Regions from separate parts of the Mus musculus genome. Here region 1 is linked to region 2. Evidence: chromatin contacts called from public HiCAR-type data. All regions are on one chromosome and are shown on one strand. The core of a region is the stretch at or near the end of the contact, and the rest is flanking DNA. Distances in the headings are between cores, read along the strand shown. Region 1 overlaps Fam228a (family with sequence similarity 228, member A). Region 2 overlaps Gm46332 (a long non-coding RNA gene).

Region 1 (7,082 bases), core at 3,982-6,481, 160 kb after region 2:
TTCCCTGTAGGGACTTTAATCCTCACTGGGGCAAGTGTGACTAGTATTGTGTCCCTGTCACTCAACAATCAGGATACCTTGGCCAGATTTAGGACACAGGAGCCCTAAGGATCTGAGTGAGATGACTTTGCTAACCAGAGAGGGTACAGCCAGTAACTCCAGTTGTCCTCTTCACCCAGTGACCCAGATCTGCCTCTGAGGAGGTCAAGTTCTCTTCCCCACTGAAATGTGAGTCCAGCTTTCTAGAGGATATGAGGAGACTCCTGATATCAGGAAGCAGATAGTCCGCATACAACTACAAGTCTCCCTTTGGTGAGGAGTTCCTGTAGCCCCTTCAGTGCCCACAGAGGCAACACAGATTTGTTCCCACTGCCACGCCTGAGTATCTGAGGAGAGTGCGCCCTGGCACAGGAGCAGGACTGAGCTGGAATAGAGCCTAATACCTTTGAGCTGGGAACTGCCCCCAAGCCAGGCACAGAGCCCTTCTGAGCACCAAATACTGGGAGGTAATAAAGCTGGCTTGCTGTTAAATGTTTCAATGAAACAAAAACACCACACAGACGTCCTAGATCACAGCCAGAACTTAAAAATCTAGCTGCTGTTATTTGGATATTTCTTGCTATAGCTTCCTACCTAGAGAAAAGCTGCACCGTCAGTATTTGCAGTTGCATGCAAGAGGTGGAGGGGTGAAGCTCTATGGCCACTGGAGGCCTGACCTGGCTGCCTGATGCAGGGACACCAGATGCTCCCCCAGGATCTCGGCTGTCATCACTCTTCTTCCCACCAGTGATGGCCTCGGCACACTATCTGCTGCCGCCCAGGAGCGTGGTCTCTGTGGTCCGGTCCCTACAACCTGTTCACAGAAGGCAGGAACGATGTGTCAGTTAAGCAGGCCCCCACGAGAGGAAGGCCCCTGCAGGCCTTTCCTCACACCTAGCCCTCCTACCTTTCAGACGGGTTCCTAGCCTACTTGCCTTGCCTTTGGTCACTTCTGCAGTTCACAGATAAGCCTTTCCACTGCTTCGGCTCCACCTACCTTTCTGGTATGGCAGAGGCGACTAGCTGTTCCCAAAGCAATCCCCTCCATTGGGTTGAGACCCTCTAGGGGCTGCCTTCCTCAGCACCTTGCACCCTACATTTAGAGACAGTCATATGACTGGGTCCTAAGAGAAAAGAACTTAACTGCCTTCCATCCTGTCCCACATAAAAACATTAGCAGGGATGAGTCCTCAGAAGCCAGGTACTGACGATGGCATAGACCCCAAGGTCCCAAAGGGGGAAAGTCTGCCAACCTGCAGATCTACTCACTACTGTCTATGAACAGAAAATACACTTGCATTTAAACACTCTCTCGGGCTGGAGAGAGTGCTCTTCCAGAGGTCCTGAGTTCAATTCCCAGCAACCATCTGCAATGGGATCTGATGCCCTCTTCTGTACATGCAGATAGAGCAGCCATACATAACATAAACAGATCTTTTAAAACATATTAAAAAAGAAAAAAGAAACCACTTTCCCGTTTTTCAAATCTTACAGTGGCATCATGGAGCCTCTTCCACCATGACAGTAGAATCCACATTAGGACCCGAGACACGTGCTTCTACACAGCAAAGGAGAGAGTGAAGAGAGTTGGGGACACACAGACAGTAGGCTGTGTAAAAGTGAACTCCCATCCCAGCAGGCCTGTCCAGCTTGTAGCTCATGGACCACAATGATTGAGGATCACAGGAGCAAGGCCCAACACAAAAACGAAAGACTTAAGCATTAGGAGGTCTTTTCTGCTACTTATGTGTAACATGATAACACAGTTGTTGAGTGTGAGCTCTGTAGTTAACAATTGCCTGTCTCAATATCTCAAGATTAGATCTGCCTGAAGGAAAAATTTGTTTCTAAAGAGACTGAGACTATCACAACTGAGTATAAATTGGGTCACAAAACATTTGATTACCTGCTGAGAACAGAGATTTGTGTGCTCAGCCCTACACAGGGCACCATTCTCAATGCCCCATTAACTACCACCAAGGCTCAGAGGACACTGAGGAAGAAGGGGTAGAATCTAAGAGCCAGGAGAAGTGTCATAGCTCTAGAGAGGCAGAAACAGGTGAGTCGTCGTGAGTTTGAGGCCAGCCTCATCTACATAGGGAGTTCCAGGACAGCCAGGGCTACATCTCTCTGTCTCTGTCTCTGTGTCTCTCTGTGTGTGTATATATATATAGTGTGTGTGTGTGTGTGTGTGATAATGGAGAGGAGAACTATGAACTTAGCATGGATGTTGCCTTAATGAACTCTCAGCAGCTATAATACTTAGTCAATCCAGCAAGAATTCTGGCATAGATGGTGGGGTAGAGGTGATCACATGACCCCCCTGCATTACTGAGGAGCTATTGTCAGTTTACAGCTGCCAAGGAAGAGAATCCTTTTCTTTGCTTTAATGTGCTAACAGTGGTAGGTTCCCTACATGTTGTGGATGGCCCCACAACCGTATGCATGTGGGCAGCACTAACTGCACTTAGCGGGTTATCAAAAGAGAAGTATAAGATATCATGAATTTGAGAAGGGGCTGTGTTGAGAGTGATTTGGGGGAGTTGGGAGAAATATGGGGTAGATGTGATGTTTCATTGTACATGTGTATGAAATTCTCAAGAATAAAGAAACTTAAGGCAACCATTTCTGAGTTTCAAGCTAGAGAGGAACCGCCCTGGCTCTCAGTGCGTGGCAGAGGTGAAAGCAGCAGCCTGCAGAAGGGGCGGTGCCTGCAGAAGGGGCGGTGCCTGTGTGCTCTGTGCTGCAGTCCCGAGGGCTCTAAGCCGCAGGCAGCAGAGGACGAGAAGGGGAGAGAAAGAAGCCAAGAGCCTGAGCAATTGTTAGCCCTGTATGCAAAATCTGTGCAGAAAAATTCCTTTGTAAAATCTGTAGGAGCTCCCTGTGCCTCCATCCCTTCTCATACACTTCATTTTTTAAATTTCCTATTATAATTGAATTAAGAACAATTTTTGTTGCTGCTGGCGGTAGTGTTTTGAGATAGGGTCTTGCTATGTGTCCAGGCTGGCTCAAATTCTTCTTCATTTTAAAAAATGTTATATGTATGGGTGTTTTGCCTGCATGTGTGTCTGTGTACTATACACATGCAGTATGCAGAGAGGCCAGAAGAAGGCATCAGATCTCCTGGAACTGGAAGGTTGTTAGTCCCTGTGCGGGTGCTGGGAATCAGCCTGGGTCCTCAAAAAGAACAGCCAATTCGTCTCTCCAGATGCTGGTCTAGAAGTTTTTATCCTCCTGCCAGGATCACACATGTGCACCCTCATGCGGGGCTGAGGACAAACTGTTTGGTTGGTTTTCACTGTCCTGAGTATGGAACGGTAGGAAAATGTCAGAGGACGAATGGTGGGGAGGGAGGAGAGCTGAAGTTACTGGTGAACCAGCTCTGCCAGCCGTCATGGCCCTCACCTGTAAAGAGATCTGCACTTGTGAGACTCAGGGACCCACATAGGCTGCGTTTCTGGGTCTCTTCTCTGCTCAGAGAGAGGATCTGAGCTCCCCGGCTCCCCACCATCTCACAGCACAGTGAGTGCTCCCTGCTACCTCTACCTTTTCACTTCACACTTTGTCTGCTGTCTCTTCTGTGAGGGACGGCTCTGCCAGGCTCCACACTGGCACTGGTGCTCCCTGCACAGTGGGTATTGCAAACCTCGCCCAACCAGCCCCACTCCCAGAGCTCAGCTTACCAGACCCTTCTTTTCAGCCTCTTTGATATCCTGGCTGAGCCTTGAGGCTCTGAACTGCCTTTCAAAAACAAGCTGGCTTCGACTGACAGTCTTCTCTTCCTTAGGCAGATGAGACTTTAATGTAAAGACAGGTTTTTCAGAACTGAGAAAAGAGGGGGGGAAAATCTCAACTCAATTCTACCATTCAAACGTTATTCGATGAATATGCTATTCATTTTGTGAAAAGAAAGGTCTGGCTAGACATCGCTGGTGCCTGGCCATCTGCTCTGCTAAGGATAATGTTCCCTAACGGTTCACATGGGAATGCTGTGGACCTTAAGGATGAGGTTAGAGTAGAGTTGCTGAAGTCTGAGGGTGAAGGGACTGTGGAACTCTGTTCTCTTCCTTCCCCTTTCTCCCTGTTTCCTGAGCAGTCTAACCCTACAGAAACTCCTGCTGCACTGTGCTGCCCTATCAGAGGCCCAAAGCAATTGAAGCTACTTGATTTCAAACTTTATCCTTCCAAACTGTCAAGTGCCACAGGTGAGTCACGCCTTTCTCCAGCTGAGGAGGCGCATCAATCCTGAGACCACGCTTGAACAGAGATGCCACCAGGCAGCCTGTAGGTCCTTAGACCAGGAAGCTAGGGAGAATGCACAATTCACCGGCAGCACATACACAAAGCAGAGAACAGAAACTAAGCCGTTTGTTAAGGAGAAGCGACAGTAAGAAGCAAGGTCTCTGGAGGAGAGGACAGGGGCCGCGGTCCTCAAGCTGCTGGGCTTTCTCGATGATTAGATAAGGGGCCTTCTCCACTTTTTCACTTGAGACAGATTCTGCTTTTTGCAATCCACTGCTCCTGGTTAGTCTAGTGAATCACTCTCAAGTTCTTTCCTTTGTTAAACGAGGCACCCTCCAGAAGATTTGTCCTCTCAGAGAGACGCGGCCTATCCCTACTGAGGAGATAACCCTTCTCTTTCCCACCCCCTTATCTATCTCATAAGAATTTGTTCATTGTCCTCTAGCCACTGAAAACATCAAGATAAACAGGACACAGCCCTGCTGGTGTGGGTTGCCCTGCTGCTGTTTGTATTTGATGTTAATTCCACTTCCTCAAGAGGAGCTGCCCCAGGAGTAGATCATGCCCTCAGGTGACATCACTGACCCTTCCCCCCATTCTGACCGGTCACATTAAGGCTAGGGCCTATGATCGGGCAGTGGAGGGGAAAGGTGGGACAGGGAGTCTCAGAGAACAGAGGAAGAGGAGGAGGAAAGAAGATAGAACAGAATCACATGGCCTGGACAAAACACAAACGAGGGATCTCGTAGCTGGGGAATAAATCAATATAGTGATAGATCTGCCTGATCTAGACGTATAGCTTATAAATATAATAATTAGATTATATGTTCTTTATACGGGCTTATTAGGGTAAGAAATTACCACAACACCCAACTCTCTAGGTCGGCTTGTTGAGGGGCGGTACTGTAGAGGAATTTCCCTTAATTATCTGATTGGCTGAGAAAGATGAAAAATAGCCAATCACTGGGCAGAAAATGAGGAGGCGGGTTTTCCCGGGCAAGACAAGAAGAGCCGAGGAGGAGTTTGAGGAGTCTGCAAAGACAGAAGGGGAGAGCTGGAAGGAAGATGGGGCAGAAGCGCATGGCCTGGAGAAACTGCAAGTAGCAGGGATTTCATAGATGGGAAGGAAAGTGGTGTAGAGGCATATCTGCCCAATATGGATGTGCAGTTTATAAATATACTACTGAGTTGCATTTTCCTTGCTTGGGAGTACTGAGGTTGGAGATTTACCGAAACAAAATGGCGTCGATTAGAACTCAACTAATCTGAGATAAAAGATCACTGCCCCTCCCCCTCCCCCCTAATACAAGGCTGGGGCAGCCATCTAGGCTGCAGCAGTGTGTAGATTGAAAGCTGACTGGGTCTGAGGGGCCTACAGAGAACTGCAGAGAGGCTCTCTCCCCAAGCCCCAGGTAGACAGCTGCCACCAGGGGCAGCACTGCATCCTGGAACTGGACTTGGGCAGACACAGTGAACTGATTGGGGCATCTACACCCGCCTGAGAGAGCCTTTCTGTGTTTGCTTCCCCGTATCCCCGGCATCTACAAAGGACATGGACAGCCAGACTCTGAATTGAACACAGAGGGAGACAAAGGTACAAAGGGCTCTGGATGAGGTAATAAGCATCATACATCGATAGTTACAGATAAGAAACACAGTAAATACCTTTTGGGCTTTAAGGGATGATATTCTAAATGGTTTGACAGGGATGGATTTAAAGGAAATAGACACCTTGTCATTTATTGAACTATTTATCCTCTTGATCTACTATGTCTTCTCAAAGGACAGGGACCTAGATAAAAAGATTACAGGGAACACTAGAACTAAAGGTTCTGGATTTTATAGGTCAAGATAAGCAACAGAAAGAAGAAAATAAAGGTTGGCCACAGGAGCTGGAAGAGACACTAGAAAAAAGGATTCAACAATTCACACATCAAATTGAACAGCAAGGAGACAGAGATAAAATTTGGAAGCAAAGTCTAGAGGATAATTTACTAAATCAACATAAGGCAGATGCCACCATATCAGAATTACAACATAAAGAGAAGCTAAGATTGTGGAAGGAGGGCCTAGAACAGAAGATACAGGTAATTATAGAGCAAAATGAACAACAGAAAGAAAAATTTAAGACTTGGCAACCTGGCCTAGAGGAAACACTAGAGTTGAAGACACAGGAAATTATAGATCAGAATAAGAGACAGATAGATGAAAATGTTCTAGCTAGAAAAGATGCTAGAACAAAGGACAACAGCTCACAGATCAGACTGAGCAGCAGAGAGAAAATAATGAGAATTGGAAGCAAGACTTGGAGAATAACCTTTTAAAATTAATCAATCAAAAATAAAATGGATAACAAAATAAAGAAAAAATTAAAATGTGGAGGCAGAACCTTGAGCAAAGAATACAGGAACTCAAAGAATGGGAGGAGCGGCAAAAAGAGAGATATGAAGCATGGACACAAACCTTAAGGGGAGAATTTTAAAATCTCAGTTAAGGAAAATTCTCAGAGAGAAGATAAAATTAGAGAAAACCAACAAACGGTTATTAGAAAACAAACTTTAGCTTATCCGGTTAGTATACAACCAAGACTTCCAGATGATGATCATCCACAGGGTTATTAGGAATTCGAATGGCAACTCGTGGATGTGTTAGATGAGGAAATTTAAGGAAAGTGTCACTAATTTTGGAATGCATTCTCCATTTGTAAAACAAATTCTGACTTCTTGGTCTATTAAAAATAGAGTAATCCCCCAAGACTGGAAGGATATTGCAAAAGCAATACTAGAACCTGCATCATTTAC
Region 2 (6,717 bases), core at 1,575-4,074:
CACACACAAAACAATATAAAAATAAAATTTTAGTTTATTTTTTCAAAAACAATTTTTTATTAGTTTCTTCATTTATATTTCAAATGCTATCCTGAAAGTCCCCTATACCCTCCTAGTTTATTTTTAATAAATATTAATATAAATAAAATATAACAAAGGGTAAATAATAAAAGGTAAATAAATGGGAGATCTGTATCTATAGTTCTATTCTTTTCTTTCTTTCTTTCTTTTTTATGTTTTTAAAGAAATAACTACCATGGTCTGCAGAGAAGGCTCAGCAGTTAAGAGCGCCGAATCTGGCAGGGCCTTGGTAGGGACAGAATGACTAGGCTCCTGCCCCTGCGATGGGGCAAGCAGGCCTGGGCCTCCAAGAGTGTTGATGGGTGCTGTGGGCAGAGGGCTTGTTTGCATATAATGTACACATTTTACATTCCTCCTTTAAGGAATGTCTTCCCTGTTGATGTTAATGACTCCATGATAATCTGGGAGGTGAAGGAGTGGCTAACGTCTCAGCAGAATGGTAAAGGCTAGGACCTGCAAGGACAGCCCTTAAGGCTGTGGAAAAGAATTCTAAAACCGTATGTTCAATACATATATATATATATATATATATATATATATATATATATATAATCTCTCAACTATGTAAAAAAATAAGGATGTGATATGAATATGAATTATATGAAGGGCTTCATGAATCTAAAGGGACAGAGGCAGATGCACTAAGAGCCAGCTTGTCAGAAAGATACTAAGGAAGGAGGCAAGGAGACTTGGTGGTCACAGGAGATCTCACGCAGCCTAGAGGTGGGTTTGTTTGTTTGTTTGGTTGGTTGGTTTTGGTGTTTGGTTTTTTTGAGACTGGGTTTCTCTGTATAGCCCTGGCTGTCCTGGAACTCACTCTGTAGACCAGGCTGGCCTCGAACTCAGAAATCCGCCTGCCTCTGCCTTCCAAGTGCTGGGACTAAAGGCGTGCGCCACCACCGCTGCCAGGCTAGGTTTTTTTAATCTATGCTGACAAAAGACAGACAGATTCCCGAGTTCAGGATCAGTTTGGGATGGAGCCAGGTTAGGCGTTGTAGTAGAAATGGTAATTCCGGGGCGTGGTCCCACCATCTGCATCTGTGCTTATAAGAGGCAGAAGATCTCTGAATTCTTTTGCAATGTTAAAAGGAAATGTGTGCTTGCAGTTCCTAAGAATTGAGGTTTAGGGCTGCAGGATGCAGATTCACAGGATAATCAAAAGGAAGCCTCAAGTGAAAGACTGGATTGATGTGCAAAAGACAAGACTGGGCTTCTGTTCTCCAGGAGAGGAGCTATTCTGAGAATTTTTTAGAATAGCAAGAGAGGGAGGGGAAACTAGGAAAGGGGATAACATTTGAAATGTAAATAAAGAAAAAAAGAAAAAGAACTGCTTGGAGAACTGTCTCCAGGAGAACCTAGGGAGAACTTTCAGGAGATCTCCTGAGAGGGCAGAGAGAAAGAAAGAACAGAGAGAAAGCAGGCTGGAAAGCTGTCTCTAGCAGAGCATTGGCCACTAGCTTGGGACCCACAGTTTGACTTCAGAACCCCTCTCCAAGCCCAGGCCGGCCCTTGTCATAAGAGCACTTCCTGACCTTGCGGAGGCGTGGGGTTAAGTTCTTGGCATCCACTTTGATGGCTCACAACCATCTGTAACCTCATTTCCAGGGGATCCCTAACCTTCTTCCAAGCTCTCAGAGCACCAGCCACAGATGTGGTCAGGCACACACATGCAGGCAGCCTACACATAAGGTAAATATGTCTAAATAGGAATTGGAAGAGAAATAAGTACTATTCTAAATTTTATGTTATCTTTGAATTCTTAGGGCTTAAGCATCTTATATATTTATAGTTTTACATCCTTTACATTTCATTTGGATGAAATAATATAATATGTACTCTGTGACTTGCCTCCTCTCATTCAACATTATATTCCTGAGATTTGCTGGTGCTGTTGTAGCTTCACTGTTAAATAGTATTCCATTCTATGCTGTAATCCATCATTCAACTACTGCTGGACCCTGGTGCTGCTTCTAATATTATGCTATTATAATTAGTGCCACTGTCACTGGGGACATAGCTTAGTGATAGAGTGCTTACTTAGCATTCGCAAAGGCCCTAGGGGCAATTCCCAGCACAATCAAAGTAAAACAGTCCCACTGAATTGGTTTGTTCTTTTGAGAGTTTCTCTAGGATGTGGCGTTGTTACATCACCTTCTGCTTGACTAGCTAGCGGATGCTGTCTTTCCAGTTATTGTCTCATTTTAGTACTCCCACTGGCAGGGCATTAAGAGTTTTTATTTCTCCACATAATTGACAAAATTCAGTATTATTGATAGTTTGCTTAATGTAAACTTGTACCTCTTTTTTCACTTTTTTGGGAGATGGGGGTCTCACTATGGCACCCAAGCTGGCCTGGAACTCACTAGCCTCAAGCCCCAGTCTTCCAAGTAGATACAACTACGGACACCTGTACCCAGTTACAATCAGGTCTCTTTTCTTCTCCTTCTCCTCCTCTTCCTCCTCCTCTTCCTCCTCCTCCTCCTTCCTCCTCCTCCTTCTTCTTTTTAAAGATTTATTTTATTTATATGAGCACACCATTGCTTTCTTCAGACACACCAGAAGAGGACACCAGATCCCATTAAAGATGGTTGTGAGCCACCACCATGTGGTTGCCAGGAATTGAAGTCAGGACTTCTGGAAGAGCAGTCGGTGCTCTTAACCTCAGAGCCATCTCTCCAGCCCTACATGTCTTAGTGTATCATTCCGCTGTGGTTAAATGTAGCTGAGCATTTCTCCTTGTTGCATTCCTTTCTCCTGGGAGCGTGCCAGTCAGCATTCAGGAATGTGCTAAACTTGGAAAGAGGAAAGGTTACTTTGTCTCAGTTTTGGAGGTTTCAGTCCTTTGCTGATTGGCTCTGCTGTTCTGGGCCTGTGCTAACACACAATGGTACAAACTACAGAAGAAGCACCGTCACTTCATGGCAAAGAGCAAAGGGAACCACATAAATGGAGGGAGCCCTTGATCTGTGCTTATATGCACACTGTACGCAAGTGAGCGAGCACACACAGACACACACACACACACACACACACATAAACGGAGGGAGAGGGAGCAAGAGTTAGCACCTCAGGAAGTGCTGGTTTCCCTTCTCGATGCTGTGTAGTGATGAGGCCTAGCTGCAGCCGGGGATTGATTGAACACACAGATGAAGACAACTGTAAGGAGGAAAAGAGAGCCAGAGTCCCTGAATTAAGTTAATCTCAAATCCGAATTTTTTCTTTTTTTTCTGGTTCTCTAAACTAATACTATGTTGTTTAAGTCAGAGTTTGGTAGTTCATTTGAAGGAAAATAAAAGTCTATGATACTATTTCCTTGATGGCCTCCTTCAAATCTATCATGCCAGTTAGGAGAGTCCTCCGTAAAGACACAGTTGTAGGGGTCCCAACAGTTTGGCCTGGTCAATCAGTTCCTGCAGTGTTGAAAGCAGAATAGGGTTTATTTTCAGTGTAGATGTACCAGCGACAATAAAGAGTCTAGTGACCTAAAATCTGTCTTTGAGGTGTAAGCAACAGCTCTGTGGCTATATATAGGGAGCGCCAAAGTCGAGGATTTATATAGCTAGTAATCCTGGGGAGACTGTGGTCTGGTTGGTTATTAGCCTGGGACTGGCCAGTGCCACGGAAGTCACTGCTGCTTGGGAGGCGGTTTCCATTTCTGTCAGATCTGTGATCCTAGGATTTAAGATAAAGCAGGGGAAGAGAGTAACTCAGAGAACAGGTCAGAGAGGGAGCCACACAGAATCAGGCCAGTGGCCGGGCCTTCTTCACTGTGTCTCTAGCAGAATCCTCTGGGTTTGTTACATATGAAGAATACCCTCGTTAGTGTGGTTTTAGTATTTTATTTTAAAAGCATGATTTAACTGTGGGAGTTATTGGCTCAGATGTTATAATCTTTTCATTGTAGTTTTGGAGACTGAACCCAGGGCTTCACACATGCCAGAAGAGCCCTCCTCCAGTGAGTTACACCTCGTGGGTTTGTCATATACAAGTTTTTAACACTGACATGCTCAATTCCTCTGTGAGTTCTCATTTTATCATTTATTGTATAGTTGGTGCCTGGAGCCTAGAAGGGTTTGGATACCATGTATTCCATGATGGCCTTGAACTCTCTGACCCTCCAGCTTCCATCTCTGAAGTGTTGGTATTTGTCTTAGATTAGGTTTCACTGCTATAAAGAAACACCCCATGAGCACAGCAACTCTTATAAAGAAAACATTAATTGGGGCTGGCTTACAGTTTCAGAAGCTTAGTGTTATCATCATGCAGGAAGCATGGCAGCATGCAGGAAGACAGTGCTGGAGGAGCCTAGAGTTCTACATCCTGATCTGTAGGCAGCAGCAGGAGACTATGTGCCACACTGGGTGTAACTTGAGCATATGAGACCTCAAAACCTGCCCCCACAATGACACACTTCCTCCAACAAGGCCACATCTACTCGATAAGGTCATGCCTCCTAATAGTGCCACTCCCTATGGCCAAGCATACAAACACATGAGTCTGTGGGGGCCATACCTATTCAAACTACCACAGTATTATATGTGTTTGCTACCATACCTGACTCCTTGTAACAGTTTTTTAATCTAAAAGCATTTGTACCTGCAGCTGGTTCACTGGTTATTCTCATGTATCTTATTTATAAGTATACACATTATATATGTCATTGTATATATGCACATGTGTAATAAATGTAACCTCATGGAACTGAAAAGCTTCTGTAAGGTTAAGGCAAAGGACACCACCAATAGGAGAAATGGCAGCCTGCAGAATGGGAAAAGATTTTCACCAGCTCCATATCTGGTAAAGGGCTGATGTTCAAAATATATAAAGAACTCTAGAAACTAGACATAAACAAACCAAATAACTCAATTAAAAAATGGGATACAGAGCTAAACAGAGTTCTCAACAGAGGAATCGCAAATGGCGAAGAACCTAAAGAAATGTTCAACATCCTTAGCCATCAAGGAAAGCAAATCCAAATGACTTTGAGATTCCATTTTACACCTGTTGGAATGGCTAAGATTCAATACACAGGTGGCAGCTCATGCTGATGAGCTGTGGAGCAAGGAGAACACTCCTCCATTGCTCGTGGAAGTACAGCCTTGTACTGCCACTTTGGAAATCTGTGGAGAGCTGTTTTAGGAATTTGGTGGAATACCGGGCTGGGACAATGAAATAGGCTCAAGGCAAATACAGCTGAGAAATGTATTCTTGTATCTAGACCATCCTGATACACCTCTAAACATAGTGACCATGGGACTTTATTGCTTTGATTTTTTTCCCTGCTTGTTCCTTGACTACTATATTTATTCTTTGTTTGTTCATTGACTACTTTGTTTATGCCTTAAGAACTGACCATATTTTTTGTATGTACCCAGAATCATATAAAAGTGGACTAGAAAAAAATTAAACTCATCTCAGCCTCAGAACTCAGGTCATGCTACAATGTTGTCTAATCATCTCTTTTCTTTTTAATCCTCGATCCTGCCCTGGAGAACCTGTTAACTGACTGAGCTGGCTTGTTCAGATGGCACCCAATTTGGGACTCCAGTAAGCAGGGTACAGTGAAGGACAATGGGAGAAGTGCTCTCGAAGGAAAGTAAAAGAAGATTTGGGCCATTAGTGAATAGACCCCACAAGAATGGGGCAATGTAATGGTAAAGTGTTTTTGTGTATGTGTTTAGAGTTATGCTAAAATCTAGAGAAGCAAAAATAATTCTCATAGATGCTTTTAGCCTTTGAGCCCTGACTAGAAACAGTTTACACTAAATATATGACAGAGAGTGGGTTTGAGAAAAGCAGTCCTCCCTGACTATTCAGGGATGCTTTGGTGAAGGAGAAGGAAAATGAACGTAAGCTGTTTGAGTTTTCCTGGGGCCAGGAGGAGGTCAGGAGACATCCTGCCTCCTCTCTGGCTCCTACTGGAGAAGTACTTCTGGGTCCCTTAGGTAGGATATCTGGTCCCTTTGATGGGACATCTAGTTCTCTTCCCTGTCGATTGTCTGTCCTTGGCGCACCAATTTGTCCATGTCTGTCAGTTTATGTCTGCGTTTTTGCTCTGTTGCTTGAATGTTGTTCTGTGTTTCATGTTCAAAAGAAAAAAAATGATTAAAACTTTATCTGCTGGTTGTTCACCCTTTGATTTGGTTTTAACTCATTTCAAAAAATAAATAAATAAAAAGCAGCCTCGGTTGGCCTTTGGAGCCCTGCACCTGTAGTTAGGAGTCTAGCACAGCTGGAGAAGCCCTGCTAGGGGCTGATTGTCTGCACAAGCCGCTCTTAAAGGGGCAGCAGCTTCTTTGCTTCTATGGTAAGGAAGGGCAAGGATGGCTGTTTCTCCTAGAAAAATCTCTGTGACCGTGATTATTGGGTTCAGCAGGTGACAAGGTGCTCCTCCCTTAAAATTACAGCTAGAAAAAGTAAGAATTTTGTCTAGTCTAAATATATAAGATGTGACCGGATGTGGTGGTGCACACCTTTAATCCCAGCACTCGGGAGGCAGAGGCAGATGGTTTTCTGAGTTTGAGGCCAGCCTGGTCTACAGAGTGAGTTCCAGGACAGCCAGGGCTATACAGAGAAACCCTGCCTCGAAAAAAAAAAATATATACACACACACACACACACACACACACACATATA

Evidence for each region. HiCAR-type assays count read pairs that join an accessible place to other places.
Region 1: a HiCAR-type map of embryonic stem cells shows a contact between it and region 2, with 3 times the contacts expected there. The contact joins two enhancer-like sites. A contact is called at or near these places in 1 of 39 promoter capture datasets (the HPC-7 cell line), 4 of 484 Hi-C or Micro-C datasets (the Ba/F3 cell line, the HPC-7 cell line, pre-B cells and 1 more), 4 of 115 datasets of contacts at active chromatin or transcription factors (embryonic stem cells, extraembryonic endoderm stem cells and regulatory T cells) and 3 of 9 other capture datasets (adipose tissue, liver and pancreatic islet).

The regions. Positions count from the first base shown.
Region 1 is chr12:4,714,855-4,721,936 of GRCm38.p6, forward strand. It overlaps Fam228a (family with sequence similarity 228, member A), which reads right to left. Exons shown (of 8, transcript NM_029107.3): 7 at 3,723-3,864; 8 at 1-853. The coding sequence ends at 695. Among named protein-coding and RNA genes, the nearest start is that of Fam228a, 20 kb to the right of the region's middle. Within about 2 kb of position 5,232, at least 39 of the 459 cell types and tissues checked have an H3K27ac peak or open chromatin away from gene starts, as enhancers often do. A contact at or near this core is called in embryonic stem cells, where this site is marked.
Region 2 is chr12:4,555,992-4,562,708 of GRCm38.p6, forward strand. The region is part of intron 1 of Gm46332 (a long non-coding RNA gene); the gene reads right to left. Among named protein-coding and RNA genes, the nearest start is that of Gm46332, 10 kb to the right of the region's middle. Within about 2 kb of position 2,825, at least 88 of the 459 cell types and tissues checked have an H3K27ac peak or open chromatin away from gene starts, as enhancers often do. A contact at or near this core is called in embryonic stem cells, where this site is marked.